2 separate regions of the Sus scrofa genome follow, and region 1 is linked to region 2. The links are chromatin contacts, called in public HiChIP or PLAC-seq maps. All regions are on one chromosome and are shown on one strand. Each heading gives the region's core, a stretch centred on a gene start, on an enhancer-like site or on the middle of the called end of the contact. The rest is flanking DNA. Distances are from core to core; before and after follow the strand shown. Region 1 overlaps SPATA13 (spermatogenesis-associated protein 13). Region 2 overlaps SPATA13 (spermatogenesis-associated protein 13).

The links. HiChIP or PLAC-seq counts read pairs in DNA pulled down with a chosen protein or histone mark.
Region 1: an H3K27ac HiChIP or PLAC-seq map of skeletal muscle shows a contact between it and region 2, with 13 times the contacts expected there. The contact joins two enhancer-like sites. A contact is called at or near these places in 3 of 5 promoter capture datasets (fetal liver, fetal skeletal muscle and liver), 26 of 47 Hi-C or Micro-C datasets (adipose tissue, alveolar macrophages, blood and 13 more) and 2 of 2 datasets of contacts at active chromatin or transcription factors (alveolar macrophages and skeletal muscle).

Annotation. Positions count from the first base shown.
Region 1 is chr11:2,984,752-2,988,618 of Sscrofa11.1, reverse strand. The region is part of intron 4 of SPATA13 (spermatogenesis-associated protein 13); the gene reads left to right. Among named protein-coding and RNA genes, the nearest start is that of AMER2, 140 kb to the left of the region's middle. Within about 2 kb of position 1,983, at least 29 of the 83 cell types and tissues checked have an H3K27ac peak or open chromatin away from gene starts, as enhancers often do. A contact at or near this core is called in adipose tissue, fetal liver, liver and 2 more, where this site is marked.
Region 2 is chr11:2,869,504-2,873,018 of Sscrofa11.1, reverse strand. All of the region lies in intron 4 of SPATA13 (spermatogenesis-associated protein 13), which reads left to right. Among named protein-coding and RNA genes, the nearest start is that of MIPEP, 81 kb to the right of the region's middle. Within about 2 kb of position 2,133, at least 32 of the 83 cell types and tissues checked have an H3K27ac peak or open chromatin away from gene starts, as enhancers often do. A contact at or near this core is called in adipose tissue, fetal liver, liver and 2 more, where this site is marked.

The DNA.
Region 1 (3,867 bases), core at 734-3,233, 120 kb before region 2:
TGACTGTGATTTTACGTTATAATTCAAATTTTCTATGAACCACATAATACTAGTTGCTCTACTTCAAAATGTGAACGCCAAGAAAGCAAATGTGCCTTCTCTTATTTTACATAGTTGGAGGTTTCGGTCAGCAAACCTCTGGCCTCAGCCGTCTGAAGGATGACGTGCCACACAGAGTAAAGGGGCCTCGGCCTGTGGTCTGCGTGTGTATGGCATGCAGCGTATATGCTCGTGGGAATATTATATTTTTGTGTGACACGCACTTTCTGTGGTGTATTCTCATACTCTCCTCCCTCTCCCCTCTTCCTCGGGGTTACGGACGTTGCTCTGAATCCATCCCTTCATCCTTGCACAGCAGAGTGTTGACGGTCAGAGACTCAGGTGCTAAGGCCCTACCAGCCGACTGACCCTGGCCGGGCCACCACCCTCCTGCGGCCTGAGTCTTCTCATTTGTCCAGGAATAAGGTGGGATCCCAACCTTGAAATTGCTTGCCAAATCTAGGCGCTCTTGGCTGTCCCAGTCCTCTGCCAAGTGGCCTCTAAAAGCTCGTGTCAGTTGCCTGAGCAGTTCTGTCTGCTCCCTCCCGGATGCAGAATAAAGCAATTGCAAGACTTTTGCTCAGTGACCTTGGCAATGTCAAATCTTGTTCTGGAAAATGTCTTTTGACTGTTGGGGTTGGAAGGAGATATAAGGATATTGCATATTTACGTGGGCGGTCTCACAACGAAGGGACAGAGTAGCAGAAGGTTTTACCGCTGGAGAAAACCAGCCCATTTCTCTCTGCAAAGCCCTGTACGGCGTTAGGGCGGGTCTGTCATAGCTGGGCCTCATGATGGGAAGCGGGGGAGGGAGCTCGTAGGCCTTGCACCGGTGTTGACACGGTTGAAGGGAGGAAATCAATCACTTTTTACCAAATGAGAAAGGAAGTTAAAACTACAAGTACACAAAGAACAGAAGTGTCTGGAACAGCTTCAATACAGGGTCTGCTGTCTGCCAGCCTGAGTATATTATGACTGGCCAGAGATGCCCCCGAAAGTTCCAGAAAGGGGCAGGCGGGCAGAGCCTAGAGCCTGGCTCAACAAATCAACCTGTGTTTGTTTGTTTGTTTTGTATTTTTAGGGCTGCACCTTCGGCACATGGAGGTTCCCAGGCTAGGGGGTGGAATCAGAGCTACAGCTGCCGGCCTACCCCACAGCCACAGCAACACCGGATCCTGAACCCACTGAGCGAGGCCAGGGATCGATCCTGTGACCTCATGGACACTAGTCTGATTCGTTTCCACTGAGCCACGATGGGAACGCCCTGTGTTTGGATTTTGAAGGTGGTGAGAGCGTAAATTGAACCTTGGGGTCGTCGTGAGTTTTCCATATAAAATGTACAGTGTGTTGAATCCTCCCTCCCCCTGCCCGTGGCTCCGTGTTCTTCTGTCCCGCGTGTCAGCCCCGTGCAGGTGGCGTGTCGGCCCGCAGAGCCAGCACAGAGAACACCTATACACCTGCGTGCCCGAGCCAATGGCAAGACGGTGTCTTTTGACAGCTCGTCTTCTGAGCTGGGCACACACAGCACTTAAAAGACCAAGACCCACGTCTGTGTTTTGGGAGAGATGTGAGGCTAAGAGAAGCAGGATGCTCTGTGCGCCTGGCCAGACGAGCAAAGCGATGTGGGTGCCCCTCCCTCCCCCGCCCTTCACCTTGGCCTCCAGGCCCCGCATCCCGGCTGCCATCCCCACACCCTACGCGGCTGCCAGCCTCAGAGGGAGGCTCCCATCACAGCCTCTGGCCCCCCTGGGAGGCCTCGGCACAGCAGCCCTGTCGCCCAGGGCCCACGACTGCCCCACCAGAAGGCGGGCTCCACGTGGGGGGTTCTGTGCCGGTCGCGTCTGCGTCCTCAGTGCCAAGCCGCCATCTGGCACAGAGGAGGTACCCATAAATATTCATGGGGCCAGCCGGTGAATCACTGTCAGTCCGCCTCCGTGGCCAAGACGGAAGCCCTCTGGCCATCCGCCAGCCCCTTGTCGTGACCCCGAGCTGGCCTGGGCTTCCGGCCCCCTGGCCTGGGGCCTCCACACCCCTCCTCCTCTCTGGACTCTGGCCGCAGGAAGACACACCCCTCAACATCGTCCCCAAGTGCCCCCCCAATGCCTGGAACCCTGGCTGTCACCCAAGAACACACTGCCCCAAGCGCCCTCCTCCCCTCCCCACTTCCTCTGAACGAGGGTCAGCACCCGCTTCTGTTTCATCCCGTGTAAAACCAGACAAAACTCTGCTCTCTACGGCCGCCATCGGGCCGCGAAGCCACGTGCTGTGTGTGGGGCTGTGCTAACTCCCCACCGAGGGCCTCCGCCCCGAGGGCCTCCTGTGCCCCTCCCCGGGGGGGCCTCGATCCTCCCGTCACGACCCCTACTCTCTCCTGCACCTGCTCTTCAGCTACACCAGACCCACCCCACACACTGCTTTCCTCTGTGAATTCACCATCCTGTCCCAGAAAACTGAAGAAGTCCTTGAGCTCCCAGTCAGCGCATCAGCATAAAAGCAGCAAAACCTGGAGTTCCCGTCGTGGCTCCGTGGTTAACGAACCCAGCTGGTATTCATGAGGACGCAGGTTCGATCCCTGGCCTCGCTCAGTGGGTTAAGGATCTGGCATTGCCACGAGCTGTGGTGCAGGTCACAGATTCGGCTCGGGTCTGGCGTGACTGTGGCTGTGGTGTAGGCTAGTGGCTACAGCTCCGATTCGACCCCTAGCCTGGGAACCTCCATATGCTGCAGGTGCAGCTGAAAAAGACGGGGAAAAAAAAAGAAAGGCAACAAAACTTGCTGAAAACGACTCACCTCCTGGCTCCATCAAGCTGACGTGTCATGATTGGGTGACTGGGTGACACTTGGATTTAAAGCATCACCATTAAATTAAAGGAAAAAGAGTAGCCTCACCGGAGAAATCTGGCAGGCAGCACCTTAACCAGGTGACAGAGCTACCGTCACCATGGATGTTCTTGTCCTGAGCGCACGTTTCCCTTTCCTGAGACAGTCCCCAAACCCAAACCTGGCCTACTGAGGAGGAAAATCCCAGACAACTCAGCTGGCAGGAAATTGTGGAAGGCACTGCACCACCCCCTTTAAAACTGCGGTGGAACAAGAAAAGCCTGAGAAACTGTCCCCAACCAGAGAAGACGCAGGCGCTGTGACAGCCCCGTGCAGCGTGGCATCCGGATGGGAGCTTGGAGCAGAGGAAGGGGCATTTGCCAGCCGTGTCGAAATCCCCCTGGAGCTCAGGTCATAGCTGTCACCATCTCAGGTTCAAATGCCATTGGCCATGTAAGAGGTTAATAGTTGGTGAAACTGAGTGAGGGACATACGGGAACGCTCTGTACGATCTTTGCAGCTTTTATGTAAAGCTAAAAGTCTGCCAAAAGAAAGAGTCTGTGCGCCAAAAGGATGCTTGAATTGACCCAGGTTAGATGGCAGATGTGGCTTGGATCCAGCATTGCTGTGGCTGTGGTGTCGTAGGCTGGCAGCTGCAGCTCCGGTTCAACCCCTAGCTTGGCAACTTCCATAGGCCGCACGTGGGGCCCTACAAAAGCAAAAAAGAAATAGCCAATATTAAGCCTAACTCTTCGTATAGATAAAAAACTGTAAGAAGATTAAGGAGGGTTATGTAAGTAAATTCACACATGATGAAATTTCACTGTGTATGAAGTTAAAAAGTCATTAGCATGAGAAGTGAAGGCTAATAATTCGTTTTAAGTGAGCAGTAAGGAGAGCAGGCGGTATCGTGTTTCACTAACTACTTCTTGTTTCTCACCTCAGGAAAAGAATCTTAGGGGAGAAAAAGCTACTGATGTGACCTAAGACTGTTTTTGTTTCAATGAT
Region 2 (3,515 bases), core at 884-3,383:
GGTGGCCGCTGAGAAAGGGGGGCCAGGGAGGAAGCTTAGGAAGCAAGACAGGCCATCTTCAGCCTTTTCCTTGGGTAGTCTTCCTTGGCCTTTTCAACTCTGATGTTTAAAGTGGGGGTGGGATGTTCCCGTTGTGGCTCAGCAGGTTAAGAACTCAACTAGTGTCCGTGAGGACACAGGTTCAATCCCTGGTCTCAATCAGTGGGTTAAGGATCCGGTGTTGCCAAAAGCTCTGGCATAAGCCGGCAGCTGCAGCTCTGATTCGACCCCTAGCCTGGGAACTCCCTTATGCCCCAGGTATAGCCCTAAAAGGAAAAAAAGAACAAGAAAAGTAAAAAAAATAAGTAAAGCGAGGGGTGTTCGGAGGCTGGCACCTTTTCTGAGCGTTGGGATAACACCGGGAGCACAGCACAGACGAAGACCTACCCTAGTTCACCCGGTTAGACCCACCAGCCCCCGACCTCAGGAAGAGCTTCCTCTGCCTCTGGAAACCCTCAAAATTGACAGGGCAAACATCCATCCCCAATGGGAAACCCCATTGTCACCCGCAGGAATGCGGTTTAGCTCTAGCCTCGTAACCCAGATAAGGCCAGCCGAGACGGTCACACCTGGTGCAGAGTTGACACCCTTCCCAGAGACACACTGGCTCGGTCCCAGCCGCAGCTGGGCTTTCCGGTACACTTTGTTTTTAGACACTCACATGATTGGCTACTTAAAGAAGCCGGGGCCCTGATTGGCTGTTTAAATGAAACCGGGGCCCTGATTGGCTGTTTAAAAGAAGCATCCTCCCATCTCACCTGGAGAGGCCTGACGGTACCCTGTCCATGGGGAGGACAGCTTTTCCCACGTGGGGCTGCAGGGAGAGGAAGAAGGTCTGGTATTAAGGACGGGGCAGTAGGGAAGGGAACTTCATCCTTGGAACTGGAATCCTCAGTGAATCTTAGACGCATTTGCCAATGGAAATGTTATTATACATTATGGTTAAACGCAGTGTTTAACTTATCACTTAACTGTTATCACTTAGATATGGTTTGATGGACAGAGTCTGTGGGGAAATGGATTGCTCATAAATAACCCTTTAGAATACAGTGTGTCCCAGGAGCTCCCGCTGTGGTACAACAGGATCAGCAGCATCTTGGGAGCGCTGGGACCCAGGTTGGATCCCCAGCCCCGCACAGCAAGTTAAGGACCCGGCATTACCCCAACCGCAGCTTGGATCTGATCCTTGGCCCTTGAACTCTATATGCCGCGGGTGGCCACAAAAAAAAAAGAATATGTCCTGTCCCCAAAATGCGGATGCTAGAATTTGAGCTCCCAGTCAGAGCCCTGATTTAACCAAGGTTCTGGGAATGATGTTGGAATGAATCCTAGGGAAACGGGAGAATAAGATGGGCAGGGCCAGCAGGCAGCCCTGAACCTCCTACGGAGCACAGGCCAGCCTCTCAGCTGGCGGTGATCGGGCCCCACGTGTGCCAGAGCCTTAGTCACAGAAGGCAGAGGATGCAGAGTTTGATAAGACGTGGCTTCTGCCTTTCGGCCTTGTCCGAGTTTCATGGGGAACGTGGGTAGACCAGAGCTACAGAGCAGCGCGGCCAGTGCTCAAGCAGCAGGGCACTCGGGAGCCCCCAGGAAGGGGCTGTGTCAGGAGTCGGGAGAGTTGCTCTAGGGGAGCTGATTTGAGTTAAAGATACATGTTTGTTCGGCAGGGCAAGAGAAGCATCTCTAGATATTGCAAACAAAGGGCATCTAATGGAGGGATTACTTTACACGGCTGAGATACCAGAGAGAAGCCAGAGGAGCTCAGGCGGGCGGGGGCGGGGGGGGGGGGACGACACATGCTGGAAGGAGGGCGGTGCCAGTGTAGCCGGCCTGGTGCCTTGGCACAGGAGGAGGCCCTGGGAGGGGTGTGGGGGCAGGCCAGGACCCCTGCAGAAGCAGGAGCCAGCTCAGTTGGAAACCGTCCATTAAGGAAGTTGTGTTTCCCTAATACAGAGAGCCAAGAGTGGCTGTGAGAGGCTCTCAGAGCCGTTGAGGAAATGGCCCAGAATTGTTGCAATGTGAGGAAGGGCCCCTAAGGGGAGTCCTCTGAGGTCCAGAGGCACAGCGACACGGGATGAAGTGCCGCCTGTCCATTTGCATTCGGAACAGACCCCAAGGCGGGGCGGGAGGTGAGTCAGACCAGTCGGGACAGTGCTCGGAAGGCTGACACCCGGGAGCATGGCCAGGACAGTCACATCTGCAGCGGATCTGGGCTCACTGATGAGAAGTGGGGAGAAAGGGGGAGGGCTAGGAGGGCCCCTGCATTTTGGCCAGTATGGGGCAGCTCTGGGGCTGGAGCCGGGTCCCCTGCTGCTCTCACCTGTGCTGGCACCTGTCCTGGCTTGACACAGGGTCCTGACCTTGCAGGTTCTGCTGTGCTGTGATTCAAGGCCCGGTGCTTTCACCCCTTCAACCTTCCAGAATTAGTGCTTCCTTCCGGTGTCACATTTTCTATAATTTACCAGGATGTAAATTACAAGAACCTCCTTGTTGGTACTTTAGCCTGCTATATGTTCCTCACTTTCAAATTCAAGTTCAAGTTCTTATTTAAGAATTACTGCTCATAGTTGTTTTCAGAGAATGCTCAGTAGGAATGAATAGACGTGTTCCCGTCTAAAGTTCATGCAATCCAGAATCCAGCTTGTAGACAATGGATTTCACAATATTCCCAGCTGAAATTCTTTCTCGTAGTTCTGTTCATAAATACGTCTGGCCGAGCTCCCACAATTTACAAGACTTGCTACAAAACCACTGATTGAATTGCAACCCCTGTTACTGAATAGAGGTCAAAGTATTAGTTCTAAATAATGCAAGTTGGTATGTTACTCGGAAATTCCAGGAAAAGCTTTTTTCCGTGATTTTCAGTTTCATTGCAGGCAGCAGACAAAAGTCACGTTGTTCTGCTCTGTGGACAGAATAGCAAGTCGCTGGTCTTTAAAAAGCATGTTGCCCCAATGAGAAACTCAGATATGCGTGTATTTTGCTGGCTTTCTATCCTAAAACGTATATATGATCTTTAGGTAAATGTTTTTCTTTTTTTATATATAATGATTTTTATTTTTTCCATTGTTGCTGGTTTACAGTGTTCTGTCAATTTTCTACTGTACAGCAGGGTGACCCAGTCACACATACATGTATACAGTCTTTTTTCTCACATTATCCTGCTCCATCATAAGTGACTAGATAGAGTTCCCAGTGCTACACAGCAGGATCTCATTGCTTATCCATTCCAAAGGCAGAAGTTTGTATTTATTAGAGCCAAATTCCCAATCCATCGGAAAATGTTTTTTAGTGTCGTGAAAGTCCGAATCCCTTCACGTTGGAGTAATAAAACGGTACACGATGATGAATTGTTAGCATTGGTACAGATAGTGACACGGCAGCATAACTGATACACAGGTCACCTCAAGATAAACTTAACTAAGTGGACAAAGCATACTTCTTCCTCTCAAAGACCTAAGAGCCTGGTTCTGAAG